Linked DNA regions of Zea mays: region 2 is linked to region 1. Evidence: chromatin contacts called from public Hi-C data. All regions are on one chromosome and are shown on one strand. Each heading gives the region's core, a stretch centred on a gene start, on an enhancer-like site or on the middle of the called end of the contact. The rest is flanking DNA. Distances are from core to core; before and after follow the strand shown. Region 1 holds the start of LOC100273559. Region 2 has its middle 13 kb from the start of LOC100282689.

What was found. A called contact is a pair of places that touch in the nucleus more often than the background predicts.
Region 2: a contact with region 1 is called in a Hi-C map of leaf, with 3 times the contacts expected there. The contact joins the enhancer-like site here to the promoter of LOC100273559 in region 1.

Annotation. Positions count from the first base shown.
Region 1 is chr7:165,476,851-165,483,440 of Zm-B73-REFERENCE-NAM-5.0, forward strand. It overlaps LOC100273559, which reads left to right and starts at 4,661. Exons shown (of 2, transcript NM_001147977.2): 1 at 4,661-5,933. The coding sequence starts at 4,679. The coding sequence ends at 5,908.
Region 2 is chr7:165,652,025-165,659,185 of Zm-B73-REFERENCE-NAM-5.0, forward strand. No RefSeq gene overlaps it. Among protein-coding and RNA genes, the nearest start is that of LOC100282689, 13 kb to the right of the region's middle. Within about 2 kb of position 3,612, at least 18 of the 20 cell types and tissues checked have an H3K27ac peak or open chromatin away from gene starts, as enhancers often do. A contact at or near this core is called in leaf, where this site is marked.

The DNA of each region.
Region 1 (6,590 bases), core at 3,411-5,910:
AATAGAATGTACAGCATGGAGGTCCTAGTTTATGCTCCCTACTTTTTCAAAATTTATTACACTTTAACTTTGAGCGAAGTCCTCTTTTACCAAGTTTGTAGCATCAAACTGGTTTAAAAAAATTTATATGAAATTAATTTTGATATACATAATTTGATATATTTTTTAAAAATTAGTGAATAGAATAAATATAAGTGACTTCATAATTAAGGGTGAAGCAGAATGGTCTATTACTATCACATCATCATCAACTTGACTTTAGAAAATCTTGTAATTTAAGCTTCAAATGTGGGGAGCAAGTTGAAGTATGCATCTGCATCATAGAGCAATGCATTTATTAGCTTGTCATTTCAATACCTAGTCGGTGATAAGCAGTGTGAATCTCTATACCACATGGCGTGTAATCTTTGTTTGATGCGTAATAATCTTTACAACACAAAAAAAAAACTGTAATATGTGACAGTTGTGCACGGAGTCCCATGTTGAAGATGATATGTTACATATACCCTGTCCATCTATCATGAAATATAGTGTGTTTTAAAAAATATATTCTAAATACAGTGTATTCTATATAATGACTATATGTGGATTGACAAAGTCTATTAGAAAGAAAACCATGATTTGAGGAGAATGATGCACATGTATATCCACAATTTGAGCTTTTTCTTGAAATTTTTAGAATGCAATATATTACATAGTATTTGTGTACTATTAATAGCCAGTAACTTCCTTAGGTAATATGGTATATCCTAGTTCATATAGTTTTATGGAAGATACAAGTAAGATTTTATTTTACTATGAAATGACATTCCCTCGATTCTATGACGTGTTGTCTAACGCATGATGCGATGCACCTTGAGCAAGAAAGATTTTCCCAATGGAAGATTGAAGTGAAATGGTCATCTATACCTTTAGGTGTTGTATGGTTCATAGACGGTAACATAAATGGCAATAGTAATGATTCATAACGGTAATAAGTTTAAATGAGAAGTTATGCGTTTTCAGTATCGTATCTGATTATGGTTGAACTTAAACAAGCATGATTTAACATTATATGTTTATATTTATGTAAAACAAACAACACCTTAGTTTAGCAGATACATCTACTTCTCTTTGTTCAAATCATTTAATCATGGATAAAGTGGAACCAGCAATGGCTACTCTTGATGCATGTTGTCACACCTTGGAATATGCATCTTCCCGATGCCATAGAGACAAACGTTAGTGCCTGAATTTTGAGTGGCGGGATGCACAATCGCAAGTACCCATAGCAACGATTAAAAAATAAACAAGCAGCCACGGCCGGCCCACGGTAATAGTAGTCGGCAAGAAGGGAAATACACCAAGCAAGAACAAGGGATGTCGTGCCGCAAGGAAGTGCGCTCGGAAAGGGACGGCAAATCCCTGGCGTGCACCGTGCGCCATCCGTAGTGCGGCTACCTTTGCCTCTATCTGTAATACTGTATAGATATATTAGTGCGATGCAGCGTTGCTGGATTTCCTTTCGATATTAATTTCTTACACGTACACATGGATGACGCATCACATATAGGGGCCGTTCAAGCAAATCATTCGCAGCCTGCGTGCTCAAGATAAAGTAAACTAACCCCACTTCTAACATGCATTGGCAATAGTCCACGACTATCTACGTTTTTTTCAAGTCGTGTGTATTAGTCATCCAAAGTTTATTCAAAAATATTGTTTTTCACTGTTCTATACTGTAAATTGTACTGTTTATAGAGTATACATACGAATAAGGTGCTAGAAATAGCATAATATCTAGTCATAGAAATAATAACTTGTGCTAAGCATAGGTAGCACATGTACAAATATAGGTGCAGTATCCAAATAATAATTTTATGGTATTTGGGTAATATTACTTTTAATACTGTCTATTTAAATGTAAATTTTAACGCGCTTCCTGTCTATGTAATTTCTCATTATAAAATCACGATTCCACAAGGCGGTCATCAAAATCACATACTCCCTCGGTCCCAAATTAATATTTCTTTTGAGATTTTTAATAAATATATTGAGCATTATTTATGGCACTAGACACGACCGAACGGTTCGGGCCACGGACAGTCCACCCTTAGGCGTGGACGTCCCGCAATTAGATAAGATAAATTAGGCGTGAATAACCTATTTTTTGTGCATGTTTATCCATCTAAAACCCATGGATTCTGTTGAGAAACATCTAGGAACGAGTCTATACATCCTCCTATATATATGAAGGTGTACGGTCGATTGTGGGCACCAACAATCGAACCAAAATCAATATATCTTCCGTTACTTTACTTTTTCCCTATGAGTAGCTAGTATCATAGTATTCATCTCGATTTTCACTTCTCTTCGACTCTACGTCGTCTAGAGTGTCTTAGATGACCTATCGATCCCAATACAAACCCTAGAATCACTCTTCCTTAACGGGGTGCCTCCCGGGAGGCGGGATCTATGTGCTGTTGGCGAACGTCGCCGCCCCTACACACACGCGGACCTTCCCATCACAAGGCGTAGACCGTCCGGCTTGATGTAGGGAAACCCGCTCCTACTGCCAGGTCGTTGATCGTACAGCCTAGGCCACGGACTATCCGCGTCGCCGCATAGAGCTCGTCAAGCGGAACAACTCTTAATGATTGGCGTCCCGATCCGCGTCAAGAGAACTTATACAATACTTAATACATATGTTTTATATATGTGTCTAGATTTATCGTTGTCTATTTAAATATAGATATAACAATCCAGAGTTAAAATGGATATAATTTTGGAACGGATGAAGTATATAATGCTCCAACGGTGATACCTCGGTGGCCACTAAACCACGACCAACACCCTTGCTTTATGTATATCTATGCATATCTAACATTGACGGCTAATTTGGCAACACTATTTTTCTAACACTTTGTTTGGATCCTTAATTAAATTCCATTATAATAATAGTAATTTATACAAATATTAATTAAGCTAATTCGGTTTTATATAAAATATATTTATATACTAATATTAGTAAGATGTTGAAGATATTTATGTGCTATATTTTTTTATAGAGAAGTAAACCGAAGAGCGTCCTATAAGCTATAGAGTAGAAATAAATTCTATTGATACATAAAATCATTTATCATCCTCAATCCTATTAATTTGAGTTAAACTTATATCTGAACTTTGGAAAGTGGTGGAATGTTAAATTCCAAGCTAGATAGATTACTTTATTTAGTAAATTTTAATTTTTCCATAATGAATAAATCAAAACGTTTCGTAAGTGATTTTTTTTTAAAAAAACTATTTTTAAAAATATATATAATTTTTTAGAAAAATATGAGTTACCAAACTAACCCTAAGTTAAAATCTCAGTTTTTTCATTGGCCATCCCATCCAACGGGGCCACTTTTGATGTCTACGTGCTTCTAATCCAAACTCAAAGACGTGACCATATTTCCCAATCCAAATCCAACGCAACGTCACATTTTGAATAACAAGTTTTAGCCACGGCACGGAGTTCAGTTTTAAGACATATTTGAACATATGATACAATCTATTGAGCACTGAAATCTACAGCCGGTCTATGGTTCGGATAGTTCGCGGTGGCAGCACAGATGGTCTGTACGTACGCGGAATCGATTAGAGTAGCTTGTTTCTTGCGGGATTTATTTGCAAACTCTGCAGAATTAACTCGGTAACTGACTAGTAACGGATCTAGAATTTTCCCTTATATAAACGATGGGTACGACCGATTGGCACCCCACAATCGATCCAATCATACTTATTTACCATATTTACTTTATTTTCAATGTTCTTGCTATTTCTTAGAGGTAGGAGTAATCCAGCTTTAGTCTAGCCCTAGTATTAGTCTTCGTCGACCTATTTTTTCACCTCTCTTCGGCATGATGTCGTCTAAAGGCGTTTTGGGTGGCTTGCCGACCCCAGAACAACCCCCTAGATCTTTCCTCCCGACGGAATCCCTTCCACGAGGCGAGATTTAGGTCCTGTGCTTTGAAGAAAACTTTATGCACATATGAGAACCGTCTGAGCCTCAAGCGCAGACCGTCCGACAAGCGCATAGGGAGAGTATCGCTAGATCGACACAATGACACCAACATGATCGTTGCATATATAGCGAAGGCAGAGCTACAAAACATCTAGGACCATATTTATTTACCCTCGAGATTATATAATCCATTTTAAATAAATTAAGAGACAAACAAACAACATAAATTATTAGGTGGATTATATAATCTGGATATCTATATTATGATAATTCATAAGTAGGTCATTAGATGCTTATATAATTTATAAGTTGGATTATATAATTTTGAAATGAAACAAACATGGTCTAAGTGGACAACACTGTTACATCCATAACAAGCAATTACATTCTGAATTATCTGTTGGTCTTCACTCAGTCTTGAGCATTTCTAGGCTAAACCAGACCATAAAAGGCCACCAAAATCCGTAGGGCCATTCAGCCAAGAAGTGAGTAGGCCGAGTCGTGTGGGATACTGGGATCAGGTGGGCTGAGATGAGATTTGACCTGGCTCAAAATTCCCTTTCAACAATCAACTACCGAGCGCCATCGTTGACTTATTCAGAACAACGAACCGGCCCATAAATTTGAAATGACCGTCGATCCCGATTTCCCAGCAACCCCCAAGCCCCCTCTCTCCCGCTGCCCGCCCACGACATGGACATGGCCTCGCCGGCGCTGCTCACCGACGACCTCCTGTCGGACATCTTCCTCCGCCTTGCGGAGCCGGCCGACCTCGTTCGCACCGCAGCCGCCTGCGTCCCCTTCCGCCGCCTCGTCGCCGACCGCGCGTTCCTCCGCCGGTACCGTTCGCTCCACCCCGCGCCTCTCCTCGGCTTCCTCGACCACAACGGCTTCCACCCGGCGCTCCCGCCCCACGCATCCGCCCCCGCGGCGCGGGCCGTCTCGCTCGCAGCGGATTTCTCCTTCTCGTTCCTACCCGCCTCCTCCACGGGCCGCGGCTGGGTCGTCCGCGACGTCCGCGACGGCCGCGTCCTCCTCGACCGCTCCCCCGAGGACAGAGGCGACGAGCCGCAGGTCTTCACGGAGATAGCGGTGTGCGACCCCTTGCACCGGCGCTGCGTCCTGCTCCCCCCGGTCCCCGTCGACCTGGCCACAGCGGTGGAGCACCCGCTCCGCTTGGAGTTCGACCGCTGGTGCGAGCCCTTCCTCGTCCCCCACGGCGCCGACGGAGAGGATGAGACGTCGTTCGAAGTGATCTGTATGGTGCAGTGCAAAGCCAAGCTGGTCGCCTTCGCCTTCTCTTCCACCACTGGGGAATGGCGAGCCGTCGCGTCCATGGCCTGGCGCGACCTGATGGCCGGCCTGGGCGTGTCGTCAAGGAGCCCTACGTTCTCCGGCCGCCAGTACGCTCGCGGCTGCTTCTACTGGGTTATGGATTGGCGAGACAAGTTGCTCGTGCTTGACGCTGGGAGGATGGAATTCTCCATCGCTGACGTCCCACCTAGCTGCCATAGGCGACAGATCGCAGTTGTGGAAGCAGGGGAAGGCAGGGTTGGGATGTTGGCGCTCCGCGACCACGTTGCAGATGGTGCAGTTAGCCTCCATTATACTGTAAGGCGAGACGATGCCGACGGTTCCAATTCCAACCAGTGGCAGGTGGAGAAGATAATTCCGCTGGATCCTGGATTTCGGTATTACATCAGGGGTGCGATGGAGAGGTACACGCTCCTGCTAAGGTTTCCTGAACACCTAAGCTTAGCAGGGGTGCATGTAAGCTCATCGGCAGTGATAGAAGACTTGGAATGTTTTTCCATGGACACCAAGACTTTGCAGCTTGAGAGGGTGTGCGAATTGAACCACCACATTATGCGTGCCTACGTATATACCAACTTCCCACCATCCCTGTCGCCACAGAGTATCTAAATGGGTAAACTCCTTCCACAAACATGTAATGTATCCACATCCTTCTTCTTTCTCATGCTATTCCTATTGACATGGTAAATTTGTTAGTGACAAACGGACAATCTTGTCTATTCAAATTTTAGTAGTGTTGTTTTATTGTTTATGTGGTTTGTAGCTTTTCTTACCACATAGATGGAACCATTAACGTTTCTATTTGATGATCGTCAGTGAAATGAAAGATAATCGTCCCTGTCATGCATTATTGGTAATATATCTACCACATAGCAGGAGCCTCCTCTAAACTTTAAATGTGTGTAAAAGAGACTTCTATACTACAGTGGTTTAGTTCAGTCTCTCTTAAAAAAATTCTGGCTCCATCCCTGGTCATTGTTATGAATTAATTTGGTACGCCGCGTATGGTCATTCTGAGAGCAGGCTTTGTGCAGTTAGAATCTCTCAACTCTATTCTTGAAGACGAAGACGTTTTCAGTTTGTCCATATGAAACAAGAAAACTTCATGATGAGTCCTTTCTTTGTGCTCAACTATTTCTGTCGGGGTGCAAGTTTCACGGCAACGATTGCTACGCAAGCAGTCCTTCTTTACAAGCATGCAAACAAACCATCTAGCCCATTAGATCGTGATCCAACCATAGGTCATTTTAACATTTAAACCCTTCTACTACCAGCTCAATAATCTTTATAA
Region 2 (7,161 bases), core at 2,362-4,861, 170 kb after region 1:
TTGCAAATACCTACAATGCGCACCTTCTTACCATTACGATTTTCTGTGACTTCAGTGAAGTCATCCCATACAGCAGATCGGCGCTTACCAATGCTTGAAGAAGTTAATGAATCAAGATCATTAGAGCCAGCAGCATCACTTACCGGCCCGACAGGTGCCCCCTCAGGGTCGATGGCAGTATGACTGCTACCGACACCGAACAAGGCAGCAACAACATCTCCCATGTCGTCGACGTCATCGGTAAGCTACCCTAACTCAACGAGCTCGTCGTTGATGGTTCTAGGGTACCGACCGTTGTCGTCGTCGTCATCCATAACCCCCTTCTCGGCACTGTACCTCAACGGCCCTGGCGGCACTAGCACGACTACAACGTAGTCGGCTGGCGACCTACCAAAGCCCACAAGCAAGCAGCGAAGAGGAGATTAGGTTAGGGTTAGGGATTTGCCGACTGGGGAGGGAGAGCCGGAGAGGGACATACCTGCCAAGTCGGAGCCCAGAGCCGGAGACGAGGGTCAAGTGCATGACGACGCAGGAGGGAGAGCCGGAGAAGAGGAGATTAGGGTTAGGGTTAGGGATTGGGATTGCCGACTGGGGAGGGAGAGCCAGAGAGGGACGTATCTGCCAAGCCGTAGCCTGGAGCCGGAAACGAGGGTCAACCGGTCAAGTGCACGACGACGTGGGAGGGAGAGCCGGAGAAGAGGAGATTAGGGTTAGGGATATCTAGATTGGGGAGGGACCGAGGGAGAGACGGAGAGGGGCGAGCCGCACGGAAGGAGAGTAGGAGACCCATCGATGTCGCCGGTGAAGAAGATCTAGCAGTGGCGACGGCGACGGTGACGAAGCATCGGGCGGAGCGAATCGAGTGAGGAGAGCGCCAGAGTGGAGAGCCGGAGAGGGAGAGCCGGAGTGGGAAGGGCGGGAGGCCGGATGCCCGGTCTTATGCCCCCGCTCCCCGACACCGGGCCGGCCCCGTGCCTACCGTTTTCTGGTGGGCCGGGCCATGCCGGTAGCCCAAGCACGACCTGATTTATTGAACTGGACCGGTCCGAGCACGACTCCCGCGCGTGTCGTGCTTGGGCCAGACAAAAAAACCGGGCCATATGCCGGGTGGCCGGGCCTTAGGCTGCATGCTCATATATACAAACATGGGCGCACGCATGGCTACGGGACTAGGTCGCGCGCGTCGTGGTCGCATCTCATGCATGCAGCTAGCGCAGCGCACGTACGCCGTGCGACGTGTAGAGTGACGTGCGGATCGGTTAGAACTTAGACTAACTGCAAGGGCTGCCCCTACGCAGCCCCCTCCCCTTGCATGCCGCCTGTAGGGGGCACCCTACGGCCGCAGCGGTGCCCTCTACAACGCACCCTACGCGCCGGCCCCCTTCTCTCTCCCCCCAGATCTAGCGTGTCACTGTTCATCACTCTAAACATTGTGCTGTGGGTCCACGAGTAATTGTTAGTAGATAAAAAATTGATAGTTGATATAGAAAATGATATTTTATAGTTGTAGTGGGGTATATGGGGAGTATTTAGGGGGAACCGCTGTGGGAGATGAAAAAATAGGGGGGGAAAGTGATATAGGGGGAAAAATTTAGGGGTAACGGTTGCGAATAGCCTTAGGCGTACCGTAGGTCGGCCCGCCGGGATGGTGTTTGGCGGGTTGCGTTGCGCACGCGCTCGAGCACGGCGGCAGCCGCCGCCGCAGCGCCGCTCCTTCCTAGCTAGTCCCCCGGCTGCGGCCTGCCTGCCCTACGATCGACCGCCGAGCCGAACTGCACGCTCGGTGTACGTCTCACAGAGTCACAGACCACACAACACACACACGCACGCACGCAGCGTCCTCTCCCTTCCACGTACGAGCCTCGTGACTCTGGAGGGAGATCGAGCCGGAGTGGCCTGGCCTCGGCAGCACGTGATTTCGGCTCCTCGTCCACCCGGTTCCGGTCCGGGTCCCATCGGACGCACGCAGCGGAGAAGCATGCATTGCAGGCAGAGGCAGACATGCATGCAGAGCAGAATCCATCCACACGTACAAAACGATCTTTGCCCCTGTCTGTCGCTAGCTCTCGATCTCTCCCAGCTGCACCTACGTCCAGTCCAGTGAGGCTGTCGTACGTACTACAGCGGACGACGTTACTGGACGTAGCTAGCCCATCATGAAACGTTACAATCTGTAGGCGTCCGTCGTCGACTTCGTGATGAACGAATTTCCTGCAGTGCAGGGACTATACTATACACACTCCGATCCGTAGCTAGCCCATCATGCCCACTCCAACGATCCATCTGCCTAGAAAACGCAAGGCATCGAATGCTCGACACGAGCGGCCTTTTGCTTCTAGTGTACGTATGTACCCTGCTTTTGGGGCTCACAACAGTCAGCACTCATGATGCATGGTGGGCATATTAATAATTAGCTAAGAGGAGGAGGAGGTGGTGGACTAGATAAGCGAAGGTTGGGGAAAAGCAAAGCTCTCAGCATGCATGCTGCCAAGTACGTACACACATATATGCGTGTGTGTCTATATAAACATATATAAAGCATTGTGCCAAGGCACAGGCATGCACGTAATTTAAGGACTTGTTCCGTTATTCTCATTATACATAGATTGGATAGAATTGGAAAATTTAGAAGAACTTTGACTTTCTTGGGATTTAAACACATCCAAGTTCACTTAATCCACATGGATTGAGAGCTAACCGAACATGTCCTAAATGTGGTGGTCACGCCATCATGGCGGCAAAGGCATAGATTTTGCAGGGATCTATTAAGACATTCATATTAACCTTATCTAGTGGGAGTTAGTTGGTGTTTGGCCATACTTGACTGTAGGAGTAGCTTACACTCCACAGCTCAGATGAAACATATATAAACAAGCAAAATGCCTTTTACATTGACTGCTTGCCCCTAGTGGGGTCGTTCTTGTTCAGTTTCTGGTATTGTTGCATTTGTGTCCGCATATATATACACAGTTAATTAGGAAGACGCACAGGTCCCGGCGGCCCACGTACTCATGGTACGGTGCGACATGCATGTATGAAAAGTCTACGACTCTACACTAGACAAAATGGTCCACTTTCACATTGTGGTCCACACCTTAGAGAGAGAGAGGATATGGTTTGCGATACACTTTCATTTTTTTTTTTATCGCCTCGCGCGTGTTTCGTTTGCCGTATATATATTCTCACGGGCGATCGATCACTGTAAAAATAAAAACGCTGACATACAAAACTACGATCTGTAGACTGTAGTGGGAGCAAGTAGTGCGCCTTGGCGGCGTGGATTAGAGAGGACCAAATCTCTTACTAATTAAAATAAATTTAGTAGTAGAAAGGATTTAATACTTCTCAAATAATCTCAACGCCCCTCCGATCATCTTGCAATCCAACAATGCCATCTGATCATTCCTCATTTTTTTTTATTTTGTGGAATAGAATAAGTTGATCCATCATCATCTCACTTATCAGTTCGGAGAGGGACGGAGGTGAGGTGGCACCGAAACGTCAGCGGATCGTGGCGGCAGTGGGGCGGATCGGAGCGGTGGGGACGGCCCGACGGGATGTCTGCCTGCCGCCGCTCCGCCACCGCGGGGTCCGGCCAGCGCCGGTACGAGGTGGGGCGCGTGGTCCTCTCCTCGATCCATTCGGCGGGCCTCCCTCCATCGCTCGCTCCGGCGGTCCTCGGGGTAGAGGAGTCCCCTCCAGTAGTATTGTAGTAATCGCACGGCAGATCTCGCTCGACCAGCCGGCCGGCCCGTCGCAGTCGCAGTGTCGCACCGTCCGACCGCCTGATGGGTGCACGGCGATCCGATTTCGCGCCGACTCGTGACGGGCCTGCTGCTACTGCCATTCGCCACGCGCAGACGTACATGTATTACCAGTGGAGTAGCACGCGCGCGCACGTCGCCCTGGACCATGCATGCATGCATGTACAAGGACCATGGATCCGATCATGTATTCATGTATGATGGGCCGCAACGCAACAGGGCCTTGATATTTTAGATTTAATATATAACTCATATTGTTATTCCAGCAAATTTTAATAAGTCTTTATGAGCTAACTAATTTTGGTTTTAGTGTTTTTAACCGAGTCTTGTTTTGCTTAGTGCAAACCTCTTTAAAAAACGATATGGCTTGCATAAGTTATTTACTATATGGCTTTTCATCACTGCTATCACTATCACTCCGATGTCTTGCTTTGTTTCTTCGTGATCTTTGCATATGTCATGGTTCCATCTTACGACACAGACACTTGCATATCGTTGTATGTCTGCAATGAGTCTTCTATCACCTTTCTTGATGTATTAGTCATCTTAATAACTTCTTTACCTTCGTCCAAGTCCATGTTGTTGCGTTCTCCGAAATAACAGCATGTTGAATAGAGTTGATACGAAGAATAAATAAATAACACTATTTCAGCAATGGTAAAAAGAAGAGATTGAGAATCTCTCCTATTTACGCCCATTACACGCGCATTTTGACTATGGAATTTCTGAACAGAATTAAATGCAGAAATGACTAAATTCCTAACCGTACTCTAGTACTCTCCAGTAGTATATACTACTTTACGTACTGCCTTGAGTTAGTTGAACCTAAACCCCCGACAGCACGTCGGTACAGTACAGTACAGTACAGAACGACGCTTCATTCGATCGCTACGTAGTACGTACGAGGTAATTATGGCGGGCGGGCCGGCCTGGGCTGTCAATCTATCGCCTCCGATGGATCGATCGATCAGAACGGATTGATGGATGGAGACTTGAATGAATGGAGACGGAGCCGTGGCCATGCATGGCCCATTGAGGCTGGAGCTAGGACTAGCTAGGGCGGAGAGAGTGATGATCTGGAGGGCGTGGAAGTTGGGCGACCGACCGACCGACCGAAAAGCCAAAAGATATACGGCGCGCGCGGCCCGGGCGGGGAGAGGAAAGCCTCAGCCGATGCTGGTGGCCCGCCGGGGGCAGAGCAGAGACCGGCGCAGCGCGAAACAGGGCATGCAACTGCTGCTGCTGCTGCCGCCCGCGCTCTGGTCCTGCTGCTGCCTGAAGCTATGAGAGCTATGGCTCTCCTGCCATTGCCTTCTTCCGCGCCACACTCCGCCTGCGCGGGCGGCACGCGGCAGCAGCAGGCTTGGCCGACGACACATGCGCGAGCCGTTTCCCCCGTCGTCGTCGTCGTCGGCCGCGTGCACTGACTGTAGCAAGCTGTGAATAGGCCAGGCGCTGTGCGTGCGCCGGGCCACGGTGTGTGCACATGGACCGCGCCAGGAGCGACCACGCCGGCGACGAAACACACAAACACAGAGAAGCCAGGCACCAGGACTCCAGGAGACGAGACGGACCAAGATCAAGAGGCATGCATGCGGCTACTAGCCAGAGCCCAGAGCCAGACTTGTTGGTCCCTTCCCTTACCCCTGGTTGCTTACAATTAATGGCGACACGCCACATTGATGATTCATTGCATTGATAATCTGTACGTGACGGTGGCTCTAAAGGCTCCCCGGCCGCCAGGACCCCCTTTTAGGTAAGCCCAGGCTTTTGCTTTTAGCAGACACGATTCAACGACGATCGGTTTTCTTTCTTTTTTTACTATATCGATCAAACTTGACCCATCTCTTGGTTGTGGTTCAGTACTCCAATCCAGTGCAAACTGCTCACCGCGCGTCACCGGGCCCCGGGACCAAAACTTGGACGTAAAACTGAAGAAGGGCAAAACTTCTCCTTTTTGCAATCCTTGCACACCACTATAGCTCGTCATACACTCAAACAGGCGGTTATGTCACAGTTCCGACCAGCGGCCACATACATAGGTCATAGGTGTCGAGACCAGCAGAGAGGAGAAGGCGAGCAACAAGCAGGCATGCCTCTGCTACGACGTTTCTGCCGGCAGGCAAGCTAGGCAAAGCGCACGCAATGGATTGCACTCAAGTGACCATGTCCCCGCACACGTCAACAACAACATTGCTACGACGTTTCGGGCGGGAAAGGGGGCATGCTAGAAAGCTACGTACGCAGCAATGCGTGCAGCTAGTGGCACGTACTCATGGTGTCACGCGCACGAGGGTACGTACGCTCAGATCATCAGCTCAAGGAGCCGTCAGTTCGTCGCTCGTAAAGCCAAGCCAAGGAACAAAGACGCGTCGTACGCTCAACGAAGCTTTAGGGTCTGTATACTGTATACTGGTACATTAATAATTCGCCGCGCGCTACAATCTATACCTCCGTTCACAAATATGCTGTTCACAAATATACTGTTGGCTTTTTTTTTCCGAAAAAGTTTGACAACTAGTCTTATTTAAAATATTTATTAAAAATGTAAAATTTGAAATTAAACATAAACTACCATACAAACTACCTTCAGTGATAAAATAAATCACAACAAATAAATAATAACTCATTATTTTTTGGATATTTTGTAATAAGACGATTGATTGATTTTTTTAAAAAAAATAAGTCAACAGTGTCATATATTTATAAACGAAGGAAGTAAAACAAATCAGCACCACATTCGAAGCCGATTCTCTACTAAATCCAGTAGAAGATCCACCAAACACTTTTTTTTATAAAGAACAATTCTTTATATGAAGCGTTTTTTTTTAAAAAAAATAAGACTTTATATATGCCTTTAACTAATATAACACGCCTACGACTAGCAAGGTGATTCTCCATCGTAATTTTAAGAGTGAAATTAAATATAATTATTTTTTAGCCACGGAATCACGTCTCTAGTAGATTCAGCTCCTCTAAATGAGTCAGACTTAATTACGAGAAGCTCTAGCTACGAAACAAAGAAATACACATGCCTAGAGACTAGAGAGTACTTTACTATACATACGGCGTTTCCTCTTGACCTTAAAACTTATACTCCGTGCTAGCTGTTTCCAAATCCTCTGGCCGCGAAGCCGTTTCCTTTTGCTCTCATCTCATTGCCTTATTGCTACTGCTCGTACGATTAAGCACTGCCTTGGCACAAGAGTTTGCTATGCTTGGTCTATTTATTTAGTAATAAAAACCATAATAAATCGTAAAGGCTGACATACAGGGCGGACTCACGTTGGGGCTGAGTAGGGGCACGGGCCTCACTCAAATTTCTGGTTTTAGTAGAGTTTTTATCTTATTCATTGTAGCTATAAAAGTCCATTAGTAAGTAGACTTCTATTTAGTC